3 separate regions of the Sus scrofa genome follow, and all the other regions are linked to region 1. Evidence: chromatin contacts called from public Hi-C data. All regions are on one chromosome and are shown on one strand. The core of a region is the stretch at or near the end of the contact, and the rest is flanking DNA. Distances in the headings are between cores, read along the strand shown. Region 1 has its middle 240 kb from the start of AKR1E2. Region 2 has its middle 37 kb from the start of AKR1E2. Region 3 has its middle 350 kb from the start of KLF6.

Evidence for each region. A called contact is a pair of places that touch in the nucleus more often than the background predicts.
Region 2: a contact with region 1 is called in a Hi-C map of retroperitoneal adipose tissue, with 2.3 times the contacts expected there. The contact joins two enhancer-like sites. A contact is called at or near these places in 2 of 47 Hi-C or Micro-C datasets (retroperitoneal adipose tissue and subcutaneous adipose tissue).
Region 3: a contact with region 1 is called in a Hi-C map of embryonic fibroblasts, with 2.5 times the contacts expected there. The contact joins two enhancer-like sites. A contact is called at or near these places in 1 of 47 Hi-C or Micro-C datasets (embryonic fibroblasts) and 1 of 2 datasets of contacts at active chromatin or transcription factors (skeletal muscle).

Annotation. Positions count from the first base shown.
Region 1 is chr10:65,929,444-65,932,350 of Sscrofa11.1, reverse strand. No RefSeq gene overlaps it. Among named protein-coding and RNA genes, the nearest start is that of AKR1E2, 240 kb to the right of the region's middle. Within about 2 kb of position 1,415, at least 10 of the 83 cell types and tissues checked have an H3K27ac peak or open chromatin away from gene starts, as enhancers often do. A contact at or near this core is called in embryonic fibroblasts and retroperitoneal adipose tissue, where this site is marked.
Region 2 is chr10:65,728,695-65,731,601 of Sscrofa11.1, reverse strand. No RefSeq gene overlaps it. Among named protein-coding and RNA genes, the nearest start is that of AKR1E2, 37 kb to the right of the region's middle. Within about 2 kb of position 1,516, at least 10 of the 83 cell types and tissues checked have an H3K27ac peak or open chromatin away from gene starts, as enhancers often do. A contact at or near this core is called in retroperitoneal adipose tissue, where this site is marked.
Region 3 is chr10:66,133,277-66,136,183 of Sscrofa11.1, reverse strand. No RefSeq gene overlaps it. Among named protein-coding and RNA genes, the nearest start is that of KLF6, 350 kb to the left of the region's middle. Within about 2 kb of position 1,428, at least 27 of the 83 cell types and tissues checked have an H3K27ac peak or open chromatin away from gene starts, as enhancers often do. A contact at or near this core is called in embryonic fibroblasts, where this site is marked.

The DNA.
Region 1 (2,907 bases), core at 166-2,665:
GAAGTTCCCAGGCTAGAGGTCCAATAGGAGCTGTAGCTGCTAGCCTGCATCACAGCCAATGCAATTCGGGATCTGAGCCCTGTCTGAAACCTACACCACAGCTCACAGCAACGCCAGATTCTTAACCCACCGAGCAAGGCCAGAGATGGAATCCGCATCCTCAGGGACACTAGTCAGGTTCATTACCACCGAGCCACAGTGGGAACTTCAAGAATTAATTTCTTAATGCCTTGGAAATTTCAGTTCTAATGTTTTTTTTCCGGCTGCACTGGTGGCATGCAGAAGTTCCTGTGCCAGGGACTTAACCCGAGCCACAGCAGTGACAACACCTAATCCGTAATTGCTAGGGCACCAGGAAACTCTACCAGTTCTGATATTTTCGACTCTAATAATAGTTCTTTTTGTTTTATTTTTTTCTTTTTAGGGCTGCACTTGCAGCATGTGGAAGTTCCCAGTCCAGGGGTCTAAGCCCCAGCAGGAACTCCTAATAATAGTTCTTAAGTAGATGGATAACCAGTCAGTTTGCTACTTTAGATTGTAAAATATTTTTGACTCAAAGAAATCATTTATGGTGATGTTTCCTTCAAAATGTAATGATCCAGCTAATGTCCACGTTTGCTGCCAAAGAGGATGACATGCAAAAACACGATGCTTCTTCTCCAAAGATCTCTGTATTTTTGTAACCCTGAGTCTTTCTTTTCTGTCCTCATCTCTTCTGTAACATTTGCCAAAAATCAAAGCACTTATTGTTCGTATGTTGAAATATTTGCTGTTTATAAAAAGATTAACACATGGGCTTTCATGTTTTACTAATAATGAATAATCTTTTATGTCTTACAGGTTTGTGTGTGTGTGTGTGTGTGTTTTAATTTGAACTTTGCCAGAGTCCTTGGGTGGGAAGAAGAAAAGGAAATGAACTTCAGACTATAAAACATGGTTTTTAACGGCGCATAAGCATCTGTCAGCAATTTTATTATCAGGAAAAAACTTCTGTACAAAGGCATTTTAGCTTGTGAATCAGAAAATCTACTTGGTGCCTCGGGTTGCACCTTCCCAAGAAGCAATGCTTGGGGGCATTTTGAGGCTGATTTAATAAGCATTTGCAAAATAAAGTCTAAGTCTTATGAAATGGTCATAAAATAGAAAAGCCATTCAGCAGACCCAAGAGTGTAGTGTTGTATGTCCAGCCCTCTGAGGTTATTAAGGTAAAGTTTCTGCATTTCAAGGGGAGGGACTTGCTGTGACCGAGGCAGAGGACCTGCATGTCTAAAGGCACCCAGTGAAAACACAATGTACTCGGAGAAAGATTTCTCTGCAGAGGCTGAGCAGGGACCTCCCGGGGTCAGGGGTGAGGTTCTTCCGTAGCACATGATCCTATAGCATCACATGCCTGAAGTTAATGTGATGTGAGTCACGTGTTTGCAGACAACTGGTTGCTGCTCCCTGTGTGGGAGCTCGCCTGAGGACCAGTGGCATGCAGAGCTGCAGAGGGATAATAAATTTTAGATGTTTCTAAGAGTCCAGAAAACAAGGTCAATGAAGGCTCTCTGGGTTTATCTTTGTGCGTGCCCTGGGAATTCCATTTTGTTTTTCTAAGGATCCTCAGCTTCTTAGATTTTTGAAAGGGCTAGGATAGGAATTTGAAAGGCATTGAGCAGCAGGATTATGTGAAATCAAATGCCAGCTCTTAGAGCTGTTGTCCACTGCATTCTCTTTGTTGACTGTAGATAAACCATGCGTTGTCTTGGAGATTAGGTACCAAGGTCAAGTGAGTGAAAGAAAGCTTCCACAATGGAGCAGTGGAGGTCAGGTTGTGGGGTCTGAGTCTAATGGCCCCAGCACCACTTACGCCAGGTAGCTGACCACCTGGCCACCGATCCAGACAAAGGAGATTGTAGAGGAGATAAAAGCAAGAGCATGCAAAGGACGCAGGCACTCACAGGTTCCGCTGGGACGCAATAAAGGGAACTCTGTGGACAGAAGAAAAGATCATCTTTTTGCTAAAAGATTTTCCTCTTGGCCAAATGGAGTCCCCTTTCCTCAAGGTCGTTCACTCTTGACTAAGGGTCCTTCCTCTCCGAGGAGCCTCCCATTCTTTTCCCTCCATCTTCAGGTTAGTTCCTACTCCCCCAACAGCACTGCGACAATAATGTGTTCCTTCTTCTGTACTCACTCCACAGTGATGGCTCTTGGGATGTGCCAAGGCGTGTGGGGTGAAGGCGCTCTCTAAAAGCATGGGACCTGGGATGTGAGGGCAGCTGGCCCCTGGAGAGGAAGGAGGAACAGACTGTCTTCTGTCCGCTGTCCATTTGGAAACTCTCAAGATCCCTTGGCTGCCTTCTTGTAGGATGGACTCAATTCTGGGGACCTAAGGTACAGCGTGGTGCCCATATGTATGGAACACTCCGCAACACATCATGTCAACTCAGACAGAAGTTCTAAGCAAACACGTGTGTGTGTGGGGGGGGGTGGGAACCGTGTCAGGAGGGGTCTTGGTCTCCCTTTGTGGGGAGGTACCTGCCATCTATATGCATGCTATGTAGACTTCTGCTAAGCCTCAATCACAGCCTCACAGTGTAGACCTCTAGGGTCCTGCGGTCTGGCAGAGGTAACAGCTGCAGCATCCGAGGGCAACAGGTCTGGCAGCAGTGTCCTTTCAGAGCTGTGCTGCAGCATGTTTATCTGTGTTTCTGGCCGTGGAGATTCTAAGCATGGCTCCGAGAGCCTCCTGAAATTCTATGGACTCTTTGATATTTGTACAACAAATTCCTTTGCAGGCTAGGCCATCAGAGCTGGCGTCTACTCTTTGTCATGGAGAATTAAATCATTGAGCAACGGTGTGGCTGGCCCGTCCTTTGCCAGCAAAGTTCCCAGGGGACGCAGGACCAAGAGCTGCCCCGAGATTGG
Region 2 (2,907 bases), core at 267-2,766, 200 kb after region 1:
TACTTCGTATGTTCCTGTAATCCTCTAACCTCTGAAAACCATTATACATGATACATCCAAATTCTAACCATGGCATTGGTTATTCCAGTATTTTGAGAACTATTTGAAACATAAAGGTAAAGTTCCTCCATTCGTGAAATTAACGCAATCTGAAAATTCACATATTAATCCAAAAAAAGAAAAAAAGAAAGAGGTTTGATTATTGAAAATATTATAGCTTTAGAGAATGAAAATTACACTGGAGGGGTAAAATTTTTAACAGCCCACTTAAAAATGTGGAGCAAAATATTTACTTGGCTGTGAGCATCTCTGTCAGCAAACTTCTAAATGATTACCGTGTCTTACGTGCAAGATGATATTTCGGTTACAATTAAAATCATTGGTTGGATTTTAAGACGCCTCCGACTCAACCTACAAATTTGGGATTTACTAGGAAAGAATAACAAAACATCTTAAAAACTTCTTGAAGGGTTCTTTTCTTCTTATATCAAGAAGCAAAATGCACTCAGTGCCCTGTTGAGTAAGTTAAAAAGCATCCAAGACATAGGCAAATTCCCTTGATAAAAATGTTTTCTAGATTAATATTGCTATTCAAAGTCCTTTCCACATCGCTTGGATTTTTCTTTTCCTTTTAAAGCACCAAGTTTCTCCTCCTGGTTTTGGAATCCATGAACAGATCCGGTGCCATGTCACAGACACAGTCAGATCCTTTAAAACCTTTTCTCTTTCTGTTTCTTTTTTTGAGTTTCCTGTCGGCCTGACACATTGTGTTCTCACATCCCTTGGAAACCACGTGGGGAAGAAATAAAGTGCACCCCTCCGTCCACAGATAGGCAATGTTTGCTCACCGACTGGGGGAAACACAACAGGTCACTGCAATTGGCTATATATGGTCATTCAGTCACACGGAGCAAGGGACGAGGCCAGGACACAGGAAACACCTGTGGAAAAGGACTCCGAATAATGGGCCCTTTTGCAGTTTAACTGTTCACAAAGCACAGAAATACCAAATACCAGCAACATGTTGGCCAATGTTATTTAAAACGGGCTCCCTGCAAAGACAGGGGAGCAGGTGCAAGACTTGCCTCTCAAAAACGTTCTGTTTTGGAGTTCCTGTGGCTCAGCCAAAACGAATCCAACTAGCAGGCAAGAGGATGCCAGCTGGATCCCTGGCCTCGCTCTGTGGGTTAAGGATCCGGTGTTGCCTGTGAGCTGTGGTGTAGGTCGCAGTCTCAGCTTGGGTCCTTCGTTGCTGTGGCATAGGCCAGGGGCTACAGCTCTGATTGGACCCCAGCCTGGGAACCTCCATATGCCGCAGGTGCAGCCCTAAAAAGCCACACACACCAAAAAAAAAAAAACGTGCTTTTTCTTTAGCACCAAGTCTTGCACGTTGTAGCACTACCCACGGTAAAAGCAATGAAAAGTCTTCAGGGCAGACACTAAAACTGTCTTTCAGGGATGTCCTTTCCTGAAACCTGGAAGATGTGGAAACAAGGAACTTGTGCCTGAGGATGTAGCTCCATCTACAGGACGTGGGAGGTAGGACAAGGTCCATGTAAACAAATTCTCCGGCCACACGCGGATATTAAGGTTGTGTTTTGCTTCTGATAAATGAGCTTTTTCACTGAGAAGAAAGGAACGTGAAACGAGGGGTGACGTGCACGTGGGCCATTCATTCCTGAGGCTTTGATCGACTTAGTTTTTATTCTCTTCTTTGTAAATTAAAAAAAAAAAAAAAGTCCATGTAAGCTCATCTTTGGTTTAAAAGAAAAGGCAGTTCTGGTTGGGGATGTAGATGGCGGGGGCGGCTAGGCATTTGGGAAGCCGAGGGCATATGGGAAATATTTGTACCTTCCTCTCCATTTTGTTGTAAACCTAAAACGGCTCTAAAAAGTGCTCTTTTACATAAGAGAACAGACTTGTGGTTGCCAAGGGGAAGCCGGGAGCGAGGAGGAGTTTGCGGTTAGCAGATAAAACTAGTACATGTAGAATGGATGAGCAATGAGGTCCTACTGTACAGGACAGGAACCATATCCCGACTCTTGGGATAAAACATGCTGGAAAATAACACAGGAAAGGGAATGTATATATATACGTATGTATACATATATGCCTGGGCCACTTCGCTATACAGCAGAGACTGGTACAACATTGTAAATCAACCATATTTTAATTAAAAATAAATATAATAACAAATAGGGGTTTTGTTTTGTTTTGTTTCTTAGGGCCGCACCCATAGCATATGGGCCTATGGAAGTTCCCAGGCTAGGAATCGAATAGGAGCTGCATCTGCCGGCCTAGGCCACAGCCACGGCAAGACCAGATCTGAGCCATGTCTGCAACCTACACCACACCTCACAGCAACGCCAGATCCTTAATCCACAGAGAGAGGCCAGGAATGGAACCTCATCCTTATGGATACAAGTCAGGTTCTTTACTGATGAGCCACAAGGGGAACAATAAATCGTTTTTTTAAAACACAAAACCTCAGGCAGAGTCCACTCAGGGAGCACTGAATTCTTTTAGAAAATGGTATGGAGGTACCTCAGGAAACTAAACATAGAACTACCATATAATCCAGCAATTCCACTGCTGGGCATATATCTGGACAAAAGTTTCACTGAAAAAGATACACGCATCCCTGTGTTCATAGCAGCACTATTCACAATAGCCAAGACATGGAAACAACCTCAATGTCTATTGACAGATGAGTAGATTAAGAACATGCAGTACATATACATGGTGGAATATTACTCAGTCATAAAAAAGACAAACAAATGCCATCTTCAGCAACATGGATGGATCTAGAGACTCATTCTAAGTGAAGTCAGAAAGAGAAAGACAAATACCATATGGTATCGCTTGTTTGTGGAATCTACAATATGGCTCAGATAATCCTCTCCAAAA
Region 3 (2,907 bases), core at 179-2,678, 200 kb before region 1:
CAAACACATTTTTTTTCTGCGCTCCCATACCGAGCGAGCACATAGTTTGGGAGGAATTCCTGTCGTGTGGGAGGCCGGCTCCGCTCCATTCACACACTCTCTCTCCCAGATGTGACCCCGTGGGCTTAGCCCTATGTCCGCTGGGGCCGCCAGGCAGCCCTGGCCGCAGGATCCTCTTGGACAACCGCAGCGGTCTTGCTGCGTCTTCTTATGCATGTGGTGTGTGCATGCTATGCTTCAGCATTTTTTAAACTCTTCCTTTGAGTAAATTAAAAAAAGTTTGTGAAAAAGTTTGCTCCAGGAAAAGGGAGCCAAAGGGCTCGCTGATTCTTTTAATTGAATAAGGGGGGGGGCGGGGAATGGGGAGCGGGAGGTGGGGGGGATAGAAGAGAAAAAGGTATAGAAATCAGTTAGCCTCATGGACGGCTAGATGAGGTCCCTTGCTATTAAAAACATCCAGAGTGAGCCCTGGGGGTGGCCAACAAAGAAAGGGGTTGCTATTATTTGGGTTCCTGTTAAAATCTGACCCCACAGGGTGCTTTAAATCTCCGTGACCAGGGCACTGCCCTCTCCGAAACAGCAGACCTTCAGATGTGCACGGGAGACGAGACCCGGGATACCATTTAGAGGCCTCTTTGACCAGGGAAGGTCACCGTGTGACCATTTCAGGGGGACACCTGCAGCACGGCTTTGTCAACAGGGCCTTGGATCTGAACAAAACACACGCAGTCACTTCCCACCAGGACGTGACACTCGGGGCCGGCCCTGAGCCGGGCACATCTGGAAGGTGGCTCTTTCAGGGGGGCGTTTTCTCTCCGTTCCACGTCCGGGAGCGGGTGAGCGAGAAGCGCTGCCTTCACAGCCCGACTGTGCGTCAGTGCCATCGGTCGGGGGTGCGGCCAGGGCGCTGGGGCGCCTTGAAGGGCAGGCGCGGAGCCTCCAAGGCCGCTGTTCTGAACCAGGGCCTGGTGGGGGTGGGGGCCGGGTCTCAGGCCGGCCGGGGCTTAAAAACGGGGGATAGAGATGCCACGCAAGGGCGACTGGGCGAGAGCCATCCCTCACCGGGCGTGATCGCAGTTGTCCAGCCGCCGCCCCGGTCGCTAAGGACACTGGCTCAGCCCGCGGGGACAGCCGTGCCGGTGGAGTCCAGGCGGCTCGGTCATGAGCGCTGCGGTCCCGCTGTTGTTAACAGCAGTCCCGGCGACCGTCCTCAAGGCCTGGGAAAATGTCCACAGGCATGAGCCCGCCTTCTGCGCATCCGAACTCTACGTGACTCAGGGTCACTTCTTCACATAAAGAACGCGGGGGCGGCAGCTTGGGGGAGAAAGGACTCAACGCCAGATCGCCCACGTTCAAGGGTGAGCGTCCCGGTCCCGCTGCACGAGGGCTGTGCCGCCGAACGCACAGGCCTGTCAGCTTTTTGTGCGGAATCCTGCCAGGGGAACCCGCGCGCTTGCGCTGGGTGAAGGCAGCGTAGACCAGTGGGCGTGGGCCCGAGGCGCCTTGAGTTCCCAACCTTTACTCAGAAGAAAAACGCCCAACGGCGCTGGACTTCTACCGGGAAGTTTTCTGGGTCCCGGAGAAGGACGTGTCTCCCGCTGCAATTAACTCAGAAGACGCCCCTGCCTCTCGGGGCTGCGGCGCTTGCAGAAGGCCCGGACTGGATGAGCGCCACATACGTCCCCACGCGACGTTGTCCTTCCTTTTAAAAATCATTCCGGGAATCGTTTATTTTCTGGAGTGGGTCGTCTTTATTTGTTTACCCTGGAAACCACAGTTTGACATGCTGTCTTTCGTTCCTGGCGAGGCGATGCGAAAGGCAGAAAAACCCCGCTTGTTTGCAGTGCCAGGGATAAAACACTTGACTGAAGGCCAGGTGCGCTGCCCCCAGAACCTTCCCATCGCCTCTGAGGGACGAACATACATCCTGGATCCGAATCCTCGGCAAGTTCAGGAGGTTAGAGGTGACTCAGTCTCCACGAATGCAGTCTGGTCTTATTTTAAGAAGGCCTCTGAGTCATGTGGAGTTGTGTCAAAACATGTGTTATGTTATGTTATTTTAAAAAGGCAGCTTGGAGGGAGGAAATTGAACCATCTTTTTTTCAGAAAACCTGCCCTTTAATGGAAGAAAAGGGCAAGTCAGTTTCCCACACATCTCCCTCGGTCCCGCAGGCTCTGCTTTGACCCCACACGTATATTCTTCATGGGCTTTGCTATTACCATACTTTCTTGGAGCGTTTCAAGTTTGCAACTTGAGCTGTTCTGACTTCATATTTATTGTTCGATGTGGTTACAGGCACCGCTTAAGACTGAATAACATGTACTATCGCTCTATTATTATCTTGATTGATTAGCTACCCGGTGTGATGGTTCTACAGCTACATGCACTATTTTTATCAATATAAAATATGCATAATTTTAAGAAACTTTGGTGTTCTCAACTCAAATATAGGAATAGAACCGATCCTGTGGCTATTTCGGAGTTGTGACAATGTACTTGAAAGTCCCTGGGAAAGTGGCATGTCTTGGGGGTCAGTCAGCACAGGTCACAATGGGCTATTGGGCTGGTTAGGACCAGCTTCGCAGATCTCGCTGCGGCCTGCGGAGGGGCAGGCCTGCCCTGCAGGTGAGCAGGTCTCACTCGGTGACTCCCCTCTGGCACCGTGATCTCCCTGGCCTTCCCAGGTCACTGCCCGAGGGCCTGGGGGGGAAGAGCCCCGAGAGGAGAGGGAAGCCCAACCAGGATGGCCGGGGTGCCTGGCGCGTTCCCAGTGCTGTTCTTGCTTTGAGGCTGAACACAGAAAGCCAATGGCCTGGGAAGAGTCGGGGACCAACTGCCTAGGTTGTGACAGCAACATCCAGACTTGCTGACTACTGATCCCCAAAAAACCACCAGCATTCTGATGT